2 separate regions of the Callithrix jacchus genome follow, and region 2 is linked to region 1. Evidence: chromatin contacts called from public Hi-C data. All regions are on one chromosome and are shown on one strand. Each heading gives the region's core, a stretch centred on a gene start, on an enhancer-like site or on the middle of the called end of the contact. The rest is flanking DNA. Distances are from core to core; before and after follow the strand shown. Region 1 holds the start of ZNF608 (zinc finger protein 608). Region 2 overlaps ZNF608 (zinc finger protein 608).

The links. A called contact is a pair of places that touch in the nucleus more often than the background predicts.
Region 2: a Hi-C map of skeletal muscle shows a contact between it and region 1, with 4 times the contacts expected there. The contact joins the enhancer-like site here to the promoter of ZNF608 in region 1. A contact is called at or near these places in 2 of 3 Hi-C or Micro-C datasets (both in skeletal muscle).

Annotation. Positions count from the first base shown.
Region 1 is chr2:84,524,877-84,529,484 of calJac240_pri, reverse strand. It overlaps ZNF608 (zinc finger protein 608), which reads right to left and starts at 2,378. Exons shown (of 10, transcript XM_078365818.1): 1 at 2,086-2,378. The coding sequence starts at 2,127.
Region 2 is chr2:84,618,101-84,622,708 of calJac240_pri, reverse strand. All of the region lies in intron 2 of ZNF608 (zinc finger protein 608), which reads right to left. Among named protein-coding and RNA genes, the nearest start is that of ZNF608, 93 kb to the right of the region's middle. Within about 2 kb of position 1,973, at least 9 of the 16 cell types and tissues checked have an H3K27ac peak or open chromatin away from gene starts, as enhancers often do. A contact at or near this core is called in skeletal muscle, where this site is marked.

The DNA.
Region 1 (4,608 bases), core at 1,129-3,628:
TGTTTCACATTCACAACAGAAGCACCAAAGGTTTTTTTTTCCTCTTAACAAGCATCGAGAATAATAGTTTTTTTAAAAAAACAGAGAGTTTAGAGAAAAAAGTTTTCCCAACTTCTCATTCCGCCTTCAGTTCCAGACTTCAGAGTCACCGTGATCAGTAATGATCCCATGTAGCAAACCTACAGGCGTCCGCTAGTAACAAGACAGAATGTGCTAACATCGGGATAAATTAGTGAAAGGGAAGAAAGAATAAGAAGAAAGGACTGAAAATCTGGGCTGGATTCCGCCTGTTAGTCGGGAAGTGGCATTTTTCCGCCCGTCCTGACAGATTTGATTTCTTGAACTAACTTAAGAGAAAAGGAGGGGGGAGTAGAGAGGGAAGAGGAGGAGGAAGAAAGGGTGGGATGAGAAGCGGGGCAAGAGGAGAAAAAGAAAGGTGTGGAGGAGGAGGGAGCAGATGATTCAGTCAGTGAGCTGATAAACCAGTTATAACAGCATTCGCTCGGGGCGGGGGGCGGCGGGGTGGGGAAAATAACGGCGTTTAAAATGGGCTCAGTCTTCGAAACCTAAAGGATGTGATGTTTTCCTGTCTTATGTTGTTTTAAGAAAAAGGAACCGAGTTCCTAGTATAGTTCCCGAGGAGGGTGGAATCCTCTGTCGCTCAGGTCAATCAGTCATGTGGTAATTCGATAATTAGAGTCAAAAAAAGGTTTTTGGTTTTTTTAAAAGCGACCTTTTTCAGGAGTTTTTCCCTCTTATACTCGCAGCCAACGGAGTGTCTCCCTTTTATTTATTTTTTCTTTCCTCCTCCTCCTCCTCTCGCCCACCCCCTCCTGTGTTTAGTCAGATGGCCCTGGAGCTTGGCTTAGTATTTTTAATTAGCTGGCGTTTGGAAGCTAAAAGCAGTAATGAATTGTTGATGGATTGGAAGTAGAGAGTCGCTTTGCTGGAAATGTCGGGGCCGGGAGAGGGGGATGGGCGAGTTAGTAAGAACCAACCATCTAAAAGGAGCGATTTTGTTACAGTGCAAGCCTTTCACATCACGTGAGGATCAAGGGCTCAATTGGTTGTCGTGAGAACAAAAATGGTGACAAGCGTATCAAGAAAATACTGATCTGGTCTTTAAAAAAAAAGCTGAAGGTCTTTCCCCTCCCCCTGCACACACTCCCCCACCTCCTCCCCCCGCCGCCCCCCCGCAGTGGGCGAAGCTACAAGTTATGAATGTGAAACATTTCTCGGAGATCTAGGATCTCCGAAGTTCGGAAGGAGTGAAATGTAATGAGCACAAGAGCGAAGCAGATGTTTTAAAGAAACACTTTATAAACCTTTCCTCAACTTATTTCCAATTTGTCGGCTTTCCCAAGGGGCCAGGGACGGGGACGGCTGGGGGAGGGGGAAGGGTACCTCAGAGCTACTTGGAGTTTAGGGACCCCCACTACATGTACTTAAACAAAGAAAAACCTTTTGCTTGCTCCCCAGCCTGATCCTGTAATAAACACACCATTGTTACTATTTGTGGGTTTGTTTGGGTTGGGTGGGGCTTTTATTTTTTCTCTTAATGGTATTTTTGTTGCTTGCTTTTTTAAGGGGATGGCGAATGGTAATTATAACCATTACATGTAATGAGTGACTATTCCCTTGTTTAATATTAAATTATCGGGCACTGGGATCTGACAGGAGACAGAAATCGGCTTGTTCTGCCCTTGCCCCCATTTTCCTGGATCGGTTTGGAAGTGGGGGTGGTCTGCCGAGCTAGGACAGGAGAGGGAGGGAGTAAGGTGAGCTAGAGAACTGACATTGCAGACCAGGATATGTAACTGTGTCACTTTTATTCTCCTTTGGGTTAGAGCCCAAAAGCTAATTTACTCCAAGTTACTCCGAGTGCCGAGTCAAGCTTAATTTGTGTGAACTTAAAAATGCTTCACCCTCTACTGAACAAAATTCACCCTTCTTGGGTTGTTGTTCTAAATGCAAAAGCCAAACCCTGTAACTAGTTCCTCATTTCTATGCATAAAACTCTCACATTCCCCTGCATGAAGTCCCCACTAAGTGCTATATAGAGACACACCACGCAACCGTACTTACGGTCTGTATTGGATCGAGTTGACCTTTTCCTTCTAACTGCATTGAATGTGTTTGGTTGCAGCCGCTTTATTTTGGAAATTATAATCTCTTCAACAAATTTATTATTAAAGAAGATGGACCATCAAATGTCACAGACCGTCCTGTGTATTTTTTATAAAAGAAAAAATTAAAATTAAAAAAAAGCAAAACAAAAATCCCCCTGGTGCACACACACAACAAGCTTGTTCTGCAACACTGAAATCAGGACTGAAACACAACACACACACAGGGGGAGTGGAGCAAAAGAAGCTCTCAGCCTCTATACCTGAAAGGGACTTTTCTTTGTTCCCAATGCCCTTTCGCATCGGGCCAATCAGAGAGCAGCTTTTATGAAACTGGGCTCTCTCATTGGCTAGCTGCTTTCTCTTGGCTACTGTAGGGGGTTGAGATATACACACGTATAAAACACACACTGAGAGCGGGTGGGGGTGCGGTGGGGGGTGGTTGTGGAGACAAAGCGTTTTATTTTCCAACCAGATTGGGGTTGAGGAACCTCCCGCAGTAAGAAGGAAAAAAAATGGTGCGCCTGTTTCAATTACTACATCATTCACATAAAACACTTATTTATTAAAACAAATCTCAAACAGGCTGCGAGGAGAGGATGTCGGTAAATACAAGTTTGATTGTGTTATCTTGGGGGAAATAATGTATGTGATCGCTCGGTGGCAGAGGGAAGCCAAATGAGCCACCAGCGCGTAGCGAGGAGAAAAGGGAGGCTGGCTGTGTGGAAATGATTGCGATCATTTTGCTGGCTTCCCTTCCTTGTTCCAAGGACTCCGCAGCCCAACTCCCAAGACTGATTTTTTTGTATTGCAGCTTCTGGCTTTCAACCCTCCCCCCACCACTTTGCCCTTCCTGCAATTTTTTTTTTTTTTTTTTTCTTCCCTGTGTCTCTCTTTTTACTCCCTGATTAAATAAGAAAAATCGATCTGCGGGTAAAGGCGATGGTGGGGAAACAAGTAACCCTTTTGTTTCCAGGGCTCTGGTCTACAAGCAGTGAAGTGTGAACGCAGGCGACCATTTAACCAACACTACGTGAATGGTTCTTCCCTGAAATTAGTAACAAATCTTTTCCACCTGGTGTTATGTGGCTCCAAAAAGGAAAAAAATATTTAAAAAGGCCCCAGCCTACCATAGTAACACCTCGGGCCAGCCTCAGCTTTTAAAAAATCGACTTGTGAGAGATAAGTATACTAGGAAGATTAACCGTTAAATAGTCCCAGTACACATATTTAAACCGTGAGATGGTCAGAATTCCTCTTCCCCCAAATCTTTAACCCTTCTGGTGGAGAAGAGGGTGTCATAATTCCTCTGAATGCTACATCTACAATCCACAAACACAGAAATATTTTAGAATTTATCATAGGACAAATGTCAGCAACCAAGTAATTGAGACTCAGGTCATAGGATTAGAGAGGTTAATATGAAATAACAAGTTTAGCATTTTACTGTAACAGCTAACATATTTAAGCTAATGTATTTACATATATTAAGCCTTTAGAGTGCATTTAATTTTTAATTTTTTACTGTTACCTTCCATTATTTTTAGGAGCTAAAATGTGGACATTTTAAAGTCAAAGTGTACTGTGAATCACAAGCATCGTGATCTCAAGTTGTAAAGATCCAGTACTACTAGGATTGTAATTTCCACATGACAATTGCAATTTAAGGTTGTGTCTTAACTGAGTCATATGGACACATAAAGTGAATGAGTGCTAGCAGAAGACAGCTTCTGATGTAAATATTCAGTGATAACTTCGTGGATCAATAAAAATATTTATGTCACATGTTTTAAATAATGGCTATTGACTTATGTTTGAGCTTTCAGTATATTTAGTCCATAAAAAAATTGCCAATTAGCTGTTTCACTACCATAAATGAACTAGATTTGAGGCTGCAAATACTAATAAACAGCAGTTTCCACCTTTTATTGGGATATATAAACCAGAGGAATGCAATTTGTAATAGACCTTAGCTCTCCCTAAGTCAATTTGTATTCAAATCAAAGCTGCACTTTAACAAATAAAATGGGGCAAATTAGGCATCTGAAATCTACCTATCCCCCATTTTAGCTTTGAGATTTGTTTTATATTTTTGGATGTAGAGATTTTACATTTGTGCATGCCCCATTGATAACAATACAGCACCATACTGTGATTTTTACCTTTTCTTCTTTTAAAAGAGTGATTTCTCAAGGGACCAGATCACTCTTGGGCACTTCCTGTGTCCCTGGTGTGTCATCTACACTTCAGGCTTTGGAAGCACATCCCTACCCCGTATGTTATATTCGTTTGGAAAAATCAATAGTTAGCTCTTAAAAGAATGGGACATTTAAAAAATGAGACCTAGTGAAGCTGGAGGAGATTGGAGTTTCTCCAATACAAAACAAATGACAGCGTCTGCAGCACAGATGAAGTCTAAGTAACACCAAAGTTTAGGGTTCCTACTAATCAAATAATCTAATCTAACCCTGGCTTCAACACT
Region 2 (4,608 bases), core at 724-3,223, 94 kb before region 1:
CCTAGGAAAAGTTCCTAATGAATTAGAAGCACATGGAGACAAATGCAAAGGTTCTCACTTCCGTGAATCCTTGCCCTAGACACCCACATACCATGCACACCACCAAAAGACGGCCTTTGTCTCCTGGGTCCCCACAGCACTGCATACAGCATTCTTGGCTTGATGAAAGCTGACAAGCCATGTTTCCCTTCCCTTTCTGAACCCACAGCTAGACTCCTTCTCAGCCTCCCTATCACTCTGATGCGGCCATGTGACTGAGTCCCATGGAAAGAAAATGAGTGAACTGATCAATCTGGGCCACTTCCAGGCCTGGCGCATAATATCCACTCGTCCCTTTCTGTCTGGCTGCAATGGAAATGGCTATTGTCATCTTGAAGGCCTCAGGATGAAGGTGGCAGAGTCTCCCTCATCTGGGACCCTGAATGACAAGGAGAACCACCCAGCTCTGAACACTGTTGAAGCTATTTGTCCGACCATAATACATGGCCCCCATTGCTCGTATACACAGTATACCCATCTCTTCCAACTGGATGACACTTCTTAAAAATAGGAGCATGCCTGCACCCACAACCCCCGGCAGCACAGTGCCTATTTAACAGTGAGAATTCATTAAACACCTAGGAACTAACTACACTGACAAGAGAGTCTAGACCGAATTCTACTCAGTGACTTCCTTTTATTACTACCATACTTTTTCAATAAGCATAATCTCCCACTAGCTTTATAGATGATAGACATTCTCTGTGGAGAGGCTTTGCTCCCAAGATGTTGTAAATGTGGTTTATGAATCATTATTTCTGGTATTTGTGAAGCTGCTTCCTCAAGAACGAGGCAAATGCCTGATTTCCCAGTGGATCGACATAACTCTGTTTGTATTAGAGTTTAAAGACTGTTTCAGAGTCTTTAAAGTGCCTCTTCCCTGGGACAGAAGTCTTTGCCAAGCATCGCAAATGCTGGATTTGGAATCAGACAGAAGTTGTTTTGAACTCTCTCCGACTACCACATCTGGATGGACTTGATGTGCACCCAGGCAGAAAACAGAAACCTCATTCGAATAATGCCAAATGGTAACCCACTCATGCCATAATCCTTAATATAAAAGTTTACACATTTCTTTCCTTTGATATATATTTTTTCTAGTGAAACCTTAGTGACAAAATGTCACAATATGCTGATTTCATGAGGACAGAATAAAATGCATATATTTCAGATATCACATTACCCTCTACTTTTACACAATGAGGCTATTGTACGCAGCATGATTTATCACCATCTCTTTGTTCAGGACTCCCTCCCCCCATCAGTTTGTTGTCATCACTCTGTGATATTCAATACTGGTACTTTTTAAAAGCTGAATCTTGTATAGTACAAGCTTCGCTGTTCCAGCCTTGGAGCTTATAGCCTTCAGACAGATCCTTCTTCAAATACAATTATTTGGGAAAATTTAAAATGTACAACTAAGGTTGCTCATAAAATACCTGCCAGCCAAAATTCAGAGGGACTTTCCTATTACCTGTGCCAAGTATATATGAAGCAGCAGGACAGGAAAAGTAAGTGTTGTCACATGACCGTAAAATGCAGTATGTTTTTTTAAAGAGCCCTACTGCTGGGCTGAATGTTTGAAGAGTCACTTTAACCACATCCTGTAATCAAACCATCTGGAACACAGTGCTGCGATTAGTCACCCTGAACATAGGGCTTTATCTGAACAAATAGTGTATGGCAATGGGGCTTGGGAGATAGGGCAGTATTAACAAAAGAAAGTGAATGAAACACTTTATGCCCTAGTGTGCCGCCACCCCAGTCATAAACCCCAGAGACACACTGCTCTGGTGTTAATGTACTACTTTATGAAAGCACAGTGAGCTTAAAGATTAAAGGACTGAAGGGCTAAAAATTGCTGGTTTAGATAGATCTTCTCTGTCAGCGGCAGGACTACGCTGGCATCACTCTATCTGTGTTAATTATAACCTCTCAGATGACAGTTGAGCATTCCTATTAGGGTTTGGTGTTATTTTCAGGGCATTAGGAACAGGGTTTGTTTATGGGAGGGTAGCTATGATTCTTGATTTGCCAGAGGTTAATCTGAACACTGAGACCCTTTTTTTGATTCATCTAAACCCGATCCATAAATAACAACAACAACAAAATGAAACCTTAAGCAATACCAAAAAGCAATGGAAAAATTCTGTTCTAGTCTGCATTTTAAAACATGATAGCTTTTCTTACTTGACTGTACTCATCTCTTTCAAAAGCATGTTTGATCATGGTATACAATCTATGGAGATAATTTCACACACACACACACACACACACACACCTGAAAGAATTTCCCCCCAAATACACAGAAGCCCTAAACACACACACACACACACACACACACACGCCCTACACAGCTAAAGAAACCTTGTTTCCCCATGGGCCTTATGGTTTAATACACAAAAGAACACAGAGCCACTTCCATCACTGTCACCTCCCCTGCAGCCTTTGTTCTGAGGCCTGATGAGCTGTATTGATTTGGGAAAATCATTGAGCTTCTTGGAAAACTAGACTCTCGCTTATTCACTGCCATCTATTTCTTTCCCATGAAGACAGGTGGTCAATATCCAGTTGACTGGTCAGCTAAAAGAAGCTCTAGCTGCTTTTCTTTCTCTGGCTTCCCTAGTAACATTATCCTTTCCCACTTCTAGAAAATACAATGGCCTGTTAAAGAGTCTTGTGAGTAAGAAGAGAGAGCAGAAATGAGACTTTTATAAGGCGCCATCGGTAACACTAACATGCTGTCCCATACATTCACATGGAAGGCTGCACTGCACATATAGATGGTGACAATATTTTCACAGACCAAGTTTAAGCACCAATGAAAACTTACAGGGCCTAAGATATAACATGAAAAAAATGCTAAATCAAAATAGATCATTCAAGATCAATTAGCGTTTACTGTGGAAAGACATGCTTTTTCTTTTAAGTAATCAAAACATGTTCTACCAAGCAAGAGTCCTAGTTATAAAATGTCACAGGTATAATACCTACAAACATTTTAGCTAACAAAGAGCATCATTAAAAAAAAAATCACATGGAGATCTTTAGAAAGTAATTTTTAATCAGGAATTCTGATCAGTAACAAAAATATTTGCTTTTAAGTTAGGCAAACATATATATCCTAAAGCAACATTGCCCTTGATGACTTGAGGCCAGCTTTAAAATAAAATTAAATAAAAAAATAAAAAAAGTAAAATAAAATAAATGTACTGCACCATTCACACCATAATATGTACCCCTTATTCCTCTAGCAGTTTCTGCTAAGGTGCCTGGAGTCCCTACTTTGGGGGTAGGCAGGCAGAACAGGTGTGAGGTGATAGTGTTGGGGGAGGAGGGAAGAGGACAAGCCCCCTGAACTTGCTTCAGCAAGGAAAGCAAATCAGGCATTTAACTGGGCTGCACCAAAAGCCACCCCTGCACCCCAAAAGGGATGGTCTTCAGGCTATGGTCCATCAAGGCTCAGTCAATACACAGCAGGACGCAAGGGATAAAGAAGGACAGGAGGATGGAATCAAATACAAAAATACAGTCTTCTGAACAGACATTTGGAGCAATTCAAACGTATAAACTGAGTATGTACATGTACAGAGTGTGTGTGTCTGTATATATTTGTACCAAGGGGTTTTATTTCTTATCCTTGATTAAACTTCCTAGTAAGTAAGTAGCTTAGTGCCACCACACTAAGCAACAGCACCACTCTGATTTTCAGTGCCAAATTCTAAACTTCATTTTCTCTTGCTCCTTGTCAGGCACCACTGGTTAGTCTAAAATCTGATGAACTGAGATGATGATTTCTAGTGTGGGGCAGATTTCTCACATCCTCTCCTTTTTTAAAGCCAAATCTCCTCATTAGAGTAGCAGATAATTTCTCATTGTCTTCCTCCTCCCTCTCTTCTCAGGAAGACAAAGGTGCAATGCCCACTGTAACAGAATTGACTCCCCTCCCCCAATCCAGTCTCGGGATCTTGTATCGTTAGCTTGTTAGGACATATTTTTCTTCCCTTAAATAAAGGTGTTAATAAGTTTGGGAAAGGTATTCTGTAATTATTGAACTAGGCCTACTCTGAGCCATAATAATGACACAGTTTTTATGGTATTACCTCCTAATGTTCATTCCTTTCCTAAGAGGGTTATTTTGGGAGACAGCTATTACAAGTGGCCCTGGGCACAGAGCACAGGGCCAGAGTCTCCCAAAATGAGAGGGAAACAGCTTTCACTTACTCCCACTGGCAGACTCAGCATGTCACTGAAGATAAGCAACTGAAAGAATGCAGCCTTTCAAATCATTGGTCTCAGCACTTAATATTAATTACAGGATTTTTTTTTTTTTTTTTTTTAGTTAACAACTCACATAACAAGTTAACAAGCTCTCCATGAAGCCATTACTTTGACTAGAAAAAACAGGTAAAGGGAACAGCGAAACCAGACAAAAATAAGTCATCCTTCACGCCAAACCTCCTCCATGCCACTCACCAAAAAACAGAATACTCTAGGACTAAAAGGGGGAAAATGGGTGAGAAGACTTTAATAGCTATCTGCCACTTCCCTATTTTCTGTATCTGGCAG